Regions from separate parts of the Sus scrofa genome. Here region 1 is linked to region 2. Evidence: chromatin contacts called from public promoter capture Hi-C data. All regions are on one chromosome and are shown on one strand. Each heading gives the region's core, a stretch centred on a gene start, on an enhancer-like site or on the middle of the called end of the contact. The rest is flanking DNA. Distances are from core to core; before and after follow the strand shown.

Evidence for each region. Promoter capture Hi-C pulls out the DNA fragments that hold promoters and counts their contacts.
Region 1: a contact with region 2 is called in a promoter capture Hi-C map of liver, with 2.7 times the contacts expected there. The contact joins the promoter of PPFIA1 here to the promoter of NADSYN1 in region 2. A contact is called at or near these places in 1 of 5 promoter capture datasets (liver) and 1 of 47 Hi-C or Micro-C datasets (liver).

The regions. Positions count from the first base shown.
Region 1 is chr2:3,161,629-3,168,262 of Sscrofa11.1, reverse strand. PPFIA1 (liprin-alpha-1) reads left to right here and starts at 2,787. Exons shown (of 28, transcript XM_021082667.1): 1 at 2,787-3,005; 2 at 4,227-4,490. The coding sequence starts at 4,227.
Region 2 is chr2:2,369,056-2,375,117 of Sscrofa11.1, reverse strand. It overlaps NADSYN1 (glutamine-dependent NAD(+) synthetase), which reads left to right and starts at 2,762. Exons shown (of 21, transcript XM_021082640.1): 1 at 2,762-3,011; 2 at 3,900-3,960; 3 at 5,735-5,851. The coding sequence starts at 2,927.

The DNA of each region.
Region 1 (6,634 bases), core at 1,538-4,037, 790 kb before region 2:
AAAGCTGGTGGGCACATTTATGAAAACACAACTCTGGCGTGCACGCGCGCACGCACACACACACACACACACACACACACACCAAAAAGCTCTCTTTCCGTACCTCACCTGTATTCCATATTTCTTTTCTTTTCTTTTCCTTTTCTTTTTTTTTTTTGGCCAGAGCATGCAGCAGCTTGATATAGGATCTCAGTTGCAAGACCAGGTATTGAACCTGGTGAAAGGGCCAAATCCTAACTACTAGACCACCAGGGAACTCCCTCTCGTAGTTTCTTTATCGAACCTTTCTTTTTCTTTTTTCCTTTTTTAGGGCTGCATCTGCAGCATATGGAGATTCCCAGGCTAGGGGTTGAATTGGTAGCTGCCAGCCTATGCCACAGCCACAGCAACGTGGGATCCGAGCCGAGTCTGCGACCTACACCACAGTTCACAGCAAAGCCAGATACTTAACCCTCTGAGCGAGGCCAGGGAGTGAACCTGCATCCTCATGGATCCTATAGTCATATTTGTTTCCACTGAGCCGCGATGGGAACTCCTATCGAGCCTTTAATAGAATAATTGGAAGGAACCTCTTCACTGTTTTCCTGAATGAGCCTTACGATGATACCACGTAGTCTCTGAGATATGTTTTAGGTAAACACCTCTGGGAAAGAGCTCAGTTGAGTGGTACAGACCCTACATCTCAGTGTCACCTTAGCTTCCTGAAAGCAATTTGCCATGGTTTTCTTAAAGTGGCACTCTTGGTCTTTTTCCCTGGAAGGAGAACCAGAATTCACACTCATGGTAAAGTATCTGGAAAGCACAAACTACCACAAGAAAGAAAGGGAAAACCACCCCAGTCCCCTTCAAATACAACTACTGGCAACATGCTGACATTCTCTTTCCAGGAGTGTCTATCCATGTACGCGCATATTTAGAGAAATGCAAAAGACTAATCGAATCCAGTAACAATGTTTTCATATATAGACGTGTCTGTCTGTCTGTCTGCCTTTCTTTCCTTCCTTCTTCCTTCCTTTTTGTCTTTTTAGGGTCAAACCTGTGGCATATTGTCTAGGGGTCTAATCAGAGCGGCAGCCACTGGCCTACGTCACAGCCACAGCAACGCCAGATCTGAGCTGCACCTGCAACCTATGCCGCAGCTTGTGGCAAAACCGGATCCTCAATCCTCTGAGCGAGGCCAGGGATCAAACCTGCATCCTCATGTATAGTGGTCAGGTTCTTAACCCGCTGAGCCACAATGGGAACTCTGACATACTTTTTTTTTTAAATTTTTTTTTTTTACAAATTTGAGATTTAAAATTTAAGATCTCTTGTGGCAAAGCAGGTTAGCGATCCATTGTGGTCACTGCTGCGGTTCAGGTTGCTGCTGTGGTGCAGGTTGAATCCCTAGGCTGGGAACTTCCACATGCCACAGGCATGGCCAAAAATAAAAATACAATAGAATAGAATACAATACAATAAATAAGGGCTGGATGAATTAAGTTGGTACACTCGGGAGAGCTGGAAATTTTCCTCTGTTCCAGACCCTGGGTGAGGGGTGCAAATTCATACCTACTTGTATTCACTCAAATATTTATGCGATGAACAAGTACATGAATGAAAGAAAGGTGTGGCCCTGAACCTGGGAGATAAGAAAGCCAGTCAGAGGTGGCACCTGCTCTTGGTGAGCTCACTACTGGGAATCAGGGAAAACACCTTGGAAGCGTCACCCGCCCACTCCCCCCCAAGCTGACTTGACTTAGACTCCGCACCACCGACAGCCAGACAGTGCCCAGTGGCATGTGGCAACGACGCCCCAACATTTTGATTTGTGAAGTTTGTGCTCCACGAGTCAGACCCTTGAGGAGGAAGCATTTGCTTTAATTTATTAAAAGTGTATTTATTCATTTCTGTATCTGGAAGAACTAGCACAGGGCTTGGCCCATAGCAGATGTTTTTAAACGTTTGAGCAAGGATGAAATATGAATAGGAATAACAATGTTTGAGAAAGAAGAAAATGACTGCCCTTCGCTGAGTACCTCCCCAGCCAGGTGCTCCACCAGGTGCTCCGTACACGTTCTGTTTCTTAGAACAGCCCTGGGGTAGGTCTGTATCATTCTCCCATCTTACAGATTTGCCCAGATCCACATTGCAGTGTGAAGTGTCTGCTGGAAGTTTAACCAGGAGTGCCTGGCTCCAAAAAATCTGCCTTCTCCACACAGCGCCGAGGAACCTCAATATCAAACGCTGCCAATCTCTGCCTCCCCAGGTACAGCGGGAAAAGCTCGGTAATGAGTCTTGCGTAGAAACCGTGTCCTTCCGAATCGTGCAAGGGTCGGTTCCTAGGAGGCCCCAGGGGCCACACCCGATGCGAGCAGGTGACTAGCGCCTGGGCGCGCTCTCCAGCAAGGTGTGTAGCCGCGACTTTCCCGGAAGTGGCTGGCTCAGAACCTGACGACCAGAAGATGCTCTATATCGGCCTTTGTGTCCCCCGCGGCTGTAAGCAGAGATTTGGGGGCAGCCCCCGAGGTGGAAGACGCTGCCTGGGACGAGGACCTGAGCTGGGAGCCGGGAGCCGGGAGCCTGGAGCTGCCACCAGCCCGAGGCGCACCTACAGGGGCGGGGCCTGGAGGGCGGGGCTGCGATCACACTCAGCCAATCGGCATCGGAGAGGCGAGCCCGCCCTCCCTGAGGAGGCGGCGCTTGCGCACTTGGCCTTCCCGGCGCTCCTCCCTGGGGGGGACGGGGCGGGGCCTGCTGGCGGCGCTCGGCGCTGACGCTGCGCCGACGCGCCTGACGTCGGGCACGTTGACGCCGGCGACGCGCAGCCGGGCCCGCTCCTCCTGCCTCCGCCAGTGTCCGGCCGCGGGCCGGCCTTAGTGACTGGGGGCGGCGGGCCCGGGGCCGCGGGCGCGGGGCGGGCGGCGGGCGCGGGCTGCCTTCGTCGGGTCCCGAGCCCGCCTGGAGCGAGCAGCTGCCCGCGAGCCGCCGCGGAGCCTCCTCGCCCGCTCCCGCCGGCGAGCAAGGTAAGGGAGTGGGGGACTGAGGCAGGGTCGGGGCGCGGCGGGGCCCGGGGCGCCGGTCCCCTCCTGGCGGCGGCCCCTGCGGCTGGTGAATGTCAGCCTCAGTGGCAGGGGGCGCGGCGGGGCTCGGGGGCGGGGGAGAGACCCGCGGGACCCGGACGGGGGCCTCTCGGGGCCGTGCGCCGCCCCCTCCCCAGACCCCAGCACCGGGTGACCAGAGCGCCCAGTGACCCCAGCGCCGGCCGCGAGGGCAAGGACCTGTGGCCGCAAGAAGCCCCGACCCAGGCTGGGCTCCCGTGATGAATGGTTCTCGCCACCCTGGGGTCCCGGCTGCTGCAGCACCTGGTGCGGGTGCAGGCTGATCAGGTGTGTGCGATCCTGGGCACCTGCGTCCCGGGAGTCCGCCGAGTCCGGAACACCGCCGGCAGCCTGGGGAACCGGCTCCCCTGCCCCTCTTTCCGCCGTCATTATTTTAAGACACTTAATAGCCTCTTGTAATCTCACTTTTCACTTTTTCTTCCTTCCTAGCCGCCCACGGCTATATCGACCTGCTATATTTCCGTTGTGGAATTTTTTTGGGGGGTGCTGTTAACTTATGTAAGTTAGGTTGACTGACCAACCCTTGCAGCCGTTGAAAAACAGCTCTCCCAGCCCTTCAGGAGTCCAGTTCCGTTTAGCGCTCACCAAATCCAGCCCAAGAATTCAGGGAGCCGTCAGTCCTTCCCAGGAGCTGACTGCACGCATTCCTGTAAGATGCCTGATGGGGTTTTGTGCTTGTCAGTTTTACAGGCTGTATGCTCCTTCTGTGCTTTTCCTGAAAAGTGATTGGGTGGCCTGTGTTTTGACTTTGTCTCCCTCACCGAGAAATAGAAAGAAAGAAAAAAAAAATTACAGAAGCACACTTGTTTTCCCCAACTAGAAAGTACAGCTTTGCAAACAAAATACCACAGGGTTTGTTCTTTATGTGAGGGGTAGTCTTTGGTTTTTATGCCTTGGCTGGATTATTTCAGTATTAACGTCTTCGTCTTGTGTGTTCCCGGGCACCCAGGATTTGCATGTCTGTGTTTTCCCAGCCTATTTATGTACAGAGCACAGGCAGTCAGATCGGAGACTCTCGAGGCTGTCAGCCTCTCATATATTAGCCACAGATCACCATAAAGGGCAGATTTGTGGCAGCCTTTCTCTTGCCCTTAATGACCAGGGTCTGGGTCTTTTTATTTCAAGATGATGTGCGAGGTGATGCCGACCATCAGTGAAGCGGAGGGCCCCCCAGGAGGGGGTGGGAGCCATGGGTCCGGCTCCCCTTCGCAGCCGGATGCCGATTCACATTTCGAGCAGTTGATGGTGTCCATGCTGGAAGAGAGGGACCGTCTCCTGGACACGCTGAGAGAGACTCAAGAAACGCTGGCGTTAACCCAGGGCAAGTTACACGAGGTTGGTCACGAGAGAGACTCCTTGCAGAGGCAGCTCAATACGGCGCTTCCACAGGTACGGAGGACTTTCACCTGCTCAGTTCTTCCCAAGCCTTGTTTACGGTGTTGCTGTCTGGGGGTGCGTCTTTTTCATGACCGCTTGTGAAACGGTGCTTCTGGTGTTTGTAAGTCACACATAGATAACGTTCCTGAGGATTAGAGAATGAGCTCTGGTTCTCCAAAGTCCTGTGAAAACACCTTATCACGCTGGTTCCTTTCTTTGGGGCAGCAGGAGGAACCGCCTGGATTTGGAATAGCGCTCCAGAGTTGTTGAAAAGGGGCCATGAAGCAAGCAAGCAAGCTCCGTGGCGCCTTCCGTTTTGCTGTCTTAAGCCATTCCTTGCCTAAACGTGTCCTTCCGTGGATATTATGTATTCCCAGTTTCCTAACAAAATCTGACAGACAGATAGGATTGATTTCCTAGGAAAAACATTTTTACAGTCTACCTTTCTCAGAACCCCTGTGTGTTGTGAGTGGCGTTTGTTTTAGGGCCTAGGAGCCTGACGATTGACTCCTTTGGAACTTTCTCTTTGGCAGGTGAGGATGATAAAGTTGATGGTCACACTGGAGTTTTTAATCTAAGTCGTGCTGCCTTTGGTCCAGGTTTTAAGGCTTTCCTTGTGGAGCTGAGCGCAGATCTAATGGCAGGTGCGGCGAGAGGGCTCAGCTAGAAGAGTGTGAGGCGGATGGCGCCGAGCACAGCGGGAGATGTGTAGGTTACGCAGGTGTGTTTGAGCTGTGGGGTCCGTTTTGTTTATTCACAACAGGTGTCTTTACGGTGCTTTCGGGTAGACCTGAGTAAGCAAGCGTTTGTTGTCCTGACGGGTCTGCGGTGGTAAATTAGTAAATGAGTAATTACGAGCCTTAATGCAGTTCTTGGCATTGGTCATTTCTCCTGAAGGATCGATCAGATAAGCCAAACATTTGGGTTTCCTTCTTAGCCACAATAACTTGATGTGAGTGCGAGAATGTTCTTTGCCGTGTTAGGAATCATTAAGTTTTTCCTCGTTTGAATCATAAATTACTGTCTGGGTCAGATTTTATTGCCACAGGCATAAAAGGATTGGCCCAATATATTTTACTGGGATTTTATTGCAGTGCATGTAAATCTTTTCAGTACTTTGGGGGTTTTTGGTTTGCTTTCCTAGTTGTACTTGTCTTCGTGTAATTTGCGGTACATACACTGAAGTATAGTTTTTCGAGAGGATGAGCACAGGAGACAACAGCAAGGGGACAGGAGTTTTGTGAAGTCCAGCCTGGGCCGTGGAGGTTGTCACACCAGCCGTGAGACAGTTGCTCGGTGATTTGTTTGTAGCTGCCCTGAGTCGTAGCCTGGAAATGCCTTGTCGCGTGGCCACTGTGGTGACGTCACCAGTTCCCCTGCCGCCTGAGCCCCTGCGTCGGGCGGTTCAGGAACGTGGGACCCTTTCAGTAAACTTTGTTGGGATCTTCCCTTTCTTGGCGTTCGTCTCCTGTTTGGTGGCTGATTGTGTGACCGGGTAGGCATGGGCATACACTCCTGCCACATGATGTAGGCGGGAACAGTGTACTTAAAAGCTTACCTGCAACGTAAGACACATCGGAAGAAGGCACAAATCCTGCGGGTCCATTACAGTGAATTTTTCACTAAGTGAACACACCCTTGTGACCACTGCCCAGACCAGGACACAGCCTCACCAGGCTTCCCAGAAGCCCCTCCCACCCACTGCCAGTCGTTGCCTCCCAAAGCCAACTCCGGTCTTGACTTTTTGCCAAGGTTGGGTTGGTATGCTCTCGACTTTATAGAAATGAAATAGAGTCATATGTGCATTTTGTTTCTTGATTCTTTCATTCAGCTGTGTCTCTGAGAGCCCCATACGTGTGCGTGTGTCTGTTCTTTCTCATCTGTTGCTTAGTAGCCCAGAGTAGGAGGGTACCGTCATTTAGTCTTCCCACTGTTGATGGGTGCCTGGGAGGCTTCTAGTTTAGCCAACGATGCCCTGCTTTTGGGGTGGATGTGTAAATATCTGTATATGTAAATATTTGTATTGGGTGTGTTCAAAGGAGGAGCTCTGCCGGGGGGTGGAGGGTGTTCAGCCTCGGTAGGACCTGCCCCAGGTGGTGGTCTTGCCAGGGGCCCTAGCCCCAGGGCGTGTGAGCCGCTGGTTGTTCTGATACTTG
Region 2 (6,062 bases), core at 1,513-4,012:
GCCTTTGAAAATCCGGGATCCAATCCAAGAACCACACTGTGCATTGAGGGACCGCAGCTCCTCGGGTTTAATCCAGAGCCCGCACCGCCAGTGCTTTCTGTTTTGTTTTATTGCATCTTTTCCGTCTGTGACCACGCCAAGGCCAGCTTTTTGCAAAGTCTCTCCATTTGGACGGGGCTGTTTTTCTCCTCGTCCTTGCATTCAGGATCTGCGTTTGAGGGCAAGATAACAAACCCCAGAGGCGTCGTGCCCTCACGCATCATGGTGATGACGGAGAGACAGCACTGGGTGGCAGCTTGGAGCGAGATCTTAACGTTCTGCTCAGGAACTGAACCTGGGCAGCCTGATTGAAAACCAGGAATTCTAGCCACTCTGCTAACTAGAGCCTAAAAGCAGAATGGCCCTGATTCTTGCCCCCAGTGAAAGCAAGAATGTTTCAAGGAAGCATAGATTGCAAAAATAGGTAAAACATTTTATTGTTAGGGACGCAGTACAACGTGTGGGACGGCGCACGGAGAAGTGGTTTATTTAAGTCAGAAGCAAAGCAGTAACACACACCCCAAAGAGAGGTGGGGGTGCAGGTGTCCCCCGAGTGAGAAGTGCACCAGGGAGGTGATTATACAGTGATTTTAAATAGTTTATATAGTTCTTCAGGTCTGTTTACCTTTAGCCAATTATCTTAATTTATCTCTCACCCCTGACTGCACACAGGACCCTCCCCGACAAGTGTGAGCACCTTTTGGCAAAGATGGATTCCAGCGCAAAGGGTGCCGGGACGGTATCCAGACTTACTATGGCCTGGCGCCCCTCCCTTTCCGACCCTTAGGAGTCTTACTGCGCATGTGTAACTGGGGGGGGGTCTCCTTGACCCACCGAAGTGGTCATCTGATCTTTCCATTGCAGCCGAGCTCAGCTCCTGCAATTCGCTTTTTCCTTGAGCCTCAGAGAGAAACAAGGCAACAAGTCCCAGCTGTTCTCAGCACGGGGGCCGGTCACCGTCACCTCCAAGCTCAACAGCAGGAGGCAACGTGGTGTCACTTTCACTTTGTCCCCTTGTTGACGGTAAGTCTGAGAGTGAGGCTCAGATGGTTTCTGCCAGGAGTCTCCATTGCTCCTTTTATGATTACTGAGTCATCTGCGGAATGGCTGAGACTGTGTAAATGCACGGCCTCCAAAGACGCTTCGTCCAGGAATCTAGCATTTAACGATGACTCCTGCCTGAGTCAAACTCCCCGATGCAAAAGGGCAATATTTTCTAACCTCACTGGCATTTTTCTGTAAAGAATTTCCCTCTCTTATTTCATTTTTTTGTCAACACGGAGCAATAGATTTTTTTGCATATGGAGTTATGATCCTGAACTTTCACTTCCTTTTTTTTTTTTTCTGTTTTGGCTGCCTTGTGGCCTATGGAGTTCCCAGGCCAGGGATCAGACTCAAGATGCAGTTGTGACCTATGCAGAAACTGTGGCAACGCGGGATCCTTTAACCCACTGTGCAGGCCAGGGATTGAACCTGTCCCAGCGCTGCAGAGACGCCAGCCAACCTGTTGTGAAACAGCAGGAACTTTTTTTTTTTTTTCTTTTTCCATTTACTTTTTTTTGAAGTCATTATCTTTGGATATTCAGTTTGTCCCATATTTGGCCAGTGGGAACCCCTTCAACTGACTCTTTTTTCCCCCAAATAATATATTCCCCCCATTTTTCAAGAACGTCCTTATTTTCTGCTGCAACCAGACCCTGGAGGATTTGCTCCTTCCTTCTCAGAAGCACAGAACCAGCCATTGTTGGCAGGAGATACCTGAGCAAAGGCCAGAAAGAGCTGAGAGATTTCTGGGAATGAAAACTACCCCCGAGGGTTGAAGTGAAGTGTTATGAATTAACACATGAACATTTTTGTGCTTTTCCGAAATTTCCAAATTTTCCATCACGAACAAGGATGACTTTATCAACGAAACAAGTCTGAAAACGCGTACCTGCGGCAGAGGCAGCCTTGCAAACCGGGAGAAAAGGATGACCTGTCCATCCAGGATGGTCAGCCAGCTACTTGCTCCTGTGGGGAAAGGATGGATTCCTACCCTAAGGGAACTAAAGGCTGGAAGGCGAAAAGGAAACTTGAAAAACCGCTGGAGTGAACAGGTTCAAATGCGGCGGGAGAGAACACTGTCATCAGTATGATAACACCACGCAGTTATCATACTGAGTAAGGCTGCGCATCTATGTTCCCTGGCAGGCAAGCCTGGGTGGGTGTAAGTGCGTATGTGCTGGCACAACGCTGCTGGTAACTTCAGTGTCCTTCTGTTTATGAACGGTTCACGAGCGCTTTCTTCCTCCCACGGGATGCCAAGTGCAGAAAAAAGGAACCCAACATAACTAATATTACAGAGGAAACACCCAAATTGCACAAGGGCATTACGACGCAGTTTGCAGGGAGCTGTGGATAAAACAGGGGCGGTGGGCAGCGCTCCCGGACCTGGCGACACAGTTCCGCCCACCTGGGTCAGCGTAGGGGCGGCGCGGGCTGGGCGTGCTGCGCATGGGCACACGCCTTTCAGTGGGGCGCCCTTCTGCGCAGGCGCGGCGGTGAGGGGCGCTCGCGGGCGGGGCGGGGTGAGCTGGGGGTCACGGCCGGGCGATCTGGGGGCGTGGCCTGACGCCACCAGCTCTGCGGTCCTGTCTGGGTCTCCGCTCTTCCGGCGGGGCGGGGCGAGCCGGGGGCGGGGCGGGGCGAGCCGGGGGCGGGGCGGGGCGGTCGGGGGCGGGGCCGGGCGGGGCCGGGCTACCTGGGGCGTGACGCCGCCGTCCTGTCCCTGCAAGGCCTGGCCCGATCCCGCGGGGCGACCCGGAAGGGCTGGACCCGCCAGCGACTCTCGCTAGGATAGAAAAACTCGCTGTCCGGCCGGCCTTTCGCGCGGGCTCCTGCAGCCAGGATGGGCCGGAAGGTGACCGTGGCCACCTGCGCGCTCAACCAGTGGGCCCTGGACTTCGAGGGCAATTTGCAAAGGATTTTAAAGAGTGAGTCTGGGGGCGGCTGGGGAGGAGGATTGGAGGTCCGTTCTGGCCGGCCCGGCTTGCTTGTGGCCCTCAGACAGCCTTGCTCTGGAGAAAGTCGCCCGGGGCGTGGGGACAGATAAGATACCCTATCTTACCGTGACTAGGTCCGTGCTGTACGAGCCCAGGTCCCTGTGAATAGGGGGTGGGTAACAGTGCCTGGGGACACGAGGAATGGACACGCGGTAAGACGAGTGAGGCCGTGGAGGTCGAGATGGGAGGGGCGAGCCTGTCCTCAACTATCCCTGGGGTCTCTGGTGGCATTTCGAGAGCTGAGCTGCCCAGAGGTGTGTGAGGGGAGAGAGAGAGGGCGGCCAAGCCCCCGCGGGGAAGTCTTGAAGAAAAGCCCACGGTGGGCGGGTCCCTGATGCCTGAGGACCTTCCTGGGGGGTGGACATTGAGGAAAACCCACCCAAAGAGGGAGGGGGTGGGGCGAGCCCACCAGCTCAGAGACGGGGGTGTGGTCCTGTGTGTGGGGTCGCCATGCAGTTATCGTTTTTTGCATCCTCTTTGAGTTTGCACTGTTCACACCTAAACCTGCAGTGGGGGCTGCCCGAGTTGGATGGTGCCCCCTGCTGGTGCCTTCGGGTCCTGCTTCCTCCCCACACCTGATCTTCTGCATCGGCTGTTATTAACCCGCCAGGGTGTGACCCCATGGCCTCCCTCCCCCGCCCCTTGGTGCTAAAGGTCAGCCCTGCAGGCCCTGCCTGGATCTCACTCCCGCCGCTGTCAGCAGGGTCTGGGAGGTGACCTTTGGTTTCTTAAGACACCCACGGCTGCGGTTTTGAGTCCGCCTTTGGACACATTGGCGGTGCTGAAGTTGCCCCTCTTCCTCTCTCTTTGTACATGTAGGTATTGAAATTGCGAAACACAAAGGAGCAAAATACAGGCTTGGACCGGAGCTGGAAATATGGTGAGAGCAGAGAACACAGACACCCCCCCCCAGGACGGGCAGGTAGAGGCGTCTGTGTCAGCTCCTCTTGGCCGAGAGGGTATTGAGGGCCTCAGACACGCAGGCCCTTTTTCGGGACCCTCAGAAACCCGAGTGGGCCCGCTTGGTGCCCTCAAACAAGAGCAGGCCCGGCAGGGCTGGGAGAGCCTCGCTTCCTACGTCGAGCAGCATCGGAGCTCATGAAGGAGCTGACTCGTCGCAGTCTGCGCGGCTTTCTTTCTTTTTTTTTTAGGGCTGCACACACAGCATATGGAGGTTTCCTGGCTAGGGGTTGAATTGGAGCTGCAGCTGCCAGCCTGCACCACAGCCATGGCACCACGTGGCAGGATCCAAGCCACGTCTGTGACCTACCCACAGCCCACGGCAACACCAGATCCCCTACCCACTGAGCGAGGCCAGGGAAAGCTGTGGCTGGATGTCAGGCCTTGGGCTGGTGTTTTTTTTTTTATCACATGTGGCCTGGGAGGTAAGGGAGTGACGGCCTCTGAAGCAGGAATCTGTCCTTGGAGAGGAAGGGACAGGAAGCTGGACAGGAAGGGACAGGAAGGGAGAGGAAGCTGGATCCCTCACGGGGTAGCTCCTGACTCCAGGTCGCTCATCTAAGAACCAGGCTCTCCCTCGTCTCAGGACCAGAGGCCGAGAGGCACGCCTTCCAGGCATAAGGGTGGCAAAGGCGGGTTGGGGGGTTGCGTTCGTGTGTGCAAAGTTTGCCTAAGACTTGCACCATCACTTCCAGGCCACTTAAACACATTTCCAAAGATGCTTTTTCCAAATGAGGGCACATCCACAGGCTCTGGAGGTTAGAACACGGACACGTGTTTTGAGGGGACACCATTCAGCCCGCTTCAGACTTAAGGAACAATAGCAAGAACCTCGGGGAGTTCCCGTAGTGGCGCAGTGGTTAACGAATCCGACTAGGAACCATGAGGTTGCGGGTTCGATCCCTGCGCTTGCTCAGGGGGTTAACGATCTGGCGTTGCTGCGAGCTGTGGTGTAGGTTGCAGACGCGGCTCAGATCCTGCGTTGCTGTGGCTCTGATGTAGGCCGGTGGCTACGGCTCCCATTAGACCCCTAGCCTGGGAACCTCCATATGCCGCGGGAGCGGCCCAAAGAAATAGCAAAAAGACAAAAAAATAAATAAATAAATAAATAAATAAATAAATAAAGAAGTAATCCTAGGAGTTCCCTTGTGGCACAGCAAGTTAAGGATCCAGCACTGGCACTGCAGCAGTTTGGGTACTGCTGTGATTTGAGTTTGACCCCTGACTGGGAAATTCCATGTGCTGTGGGTACAGCCAAAAAAAAAAAAAAAAAAGAACCTCGGGCGTCCGGTGGGGGTGGCATTTGAACAGTTACTCACGGTCCTTTTGCCTGTGGGATGTTTCTCTCTGGTCCAGCTTTGCTTCCTTTGCATCCCTTTCTTGCAGATGAGTGTGATTTGGGCCACATTAAAGTTTAAAAAAAAAAAAGTCAAGGGTCGGGGAAGAAAAAGAATTTCTCATAGGAACTGAAAACCATGAGACATGGATGGGGCCCAGGCCATTTATTTCCAAGAAGAAGCATCTTTTCTTTTTTCTCTGCTCACGATAGACTCTCCCGGGAGGCTTTATAAAGAGAAGCGTGCCTGGGTTGCACCTCTGCGTGTTCTGATCCCACTGGCCCCTGCGCCCCTGCCCCGCCCCCAGCCCACCTGGTGTGGCTCAGGGCCTCACCTGGCCGCTCCCTCCCTCTGCAGCGGCTACGGATGCTGGGACCATTATTATGAGTCGGACACCCTCCTGCATTCGCTCCAGGTCCTGGCTGCCCTTTTGGAATCTCCGGTCACTCAGGATATCATCTGTGACGTGGGAATGTGAGTGTCAGCGTGAGCGCGTGGGGAGGCGAGCGCGGAAAGAGGCAGGTTCGAGGGCGTGGGCCATCCAGTGCCATCCTGGCGTCAGGGAGGGGGAAGCTGCACATTTCGGGGATCCGGAAGGCTCTGTAGAGAAGTGGGCTTTGCCCCCTCCTCACCCTGCGGACAGCCGATACCCCCCGCGGAGGCAGCTCTTGGGAGATTTTGCGTA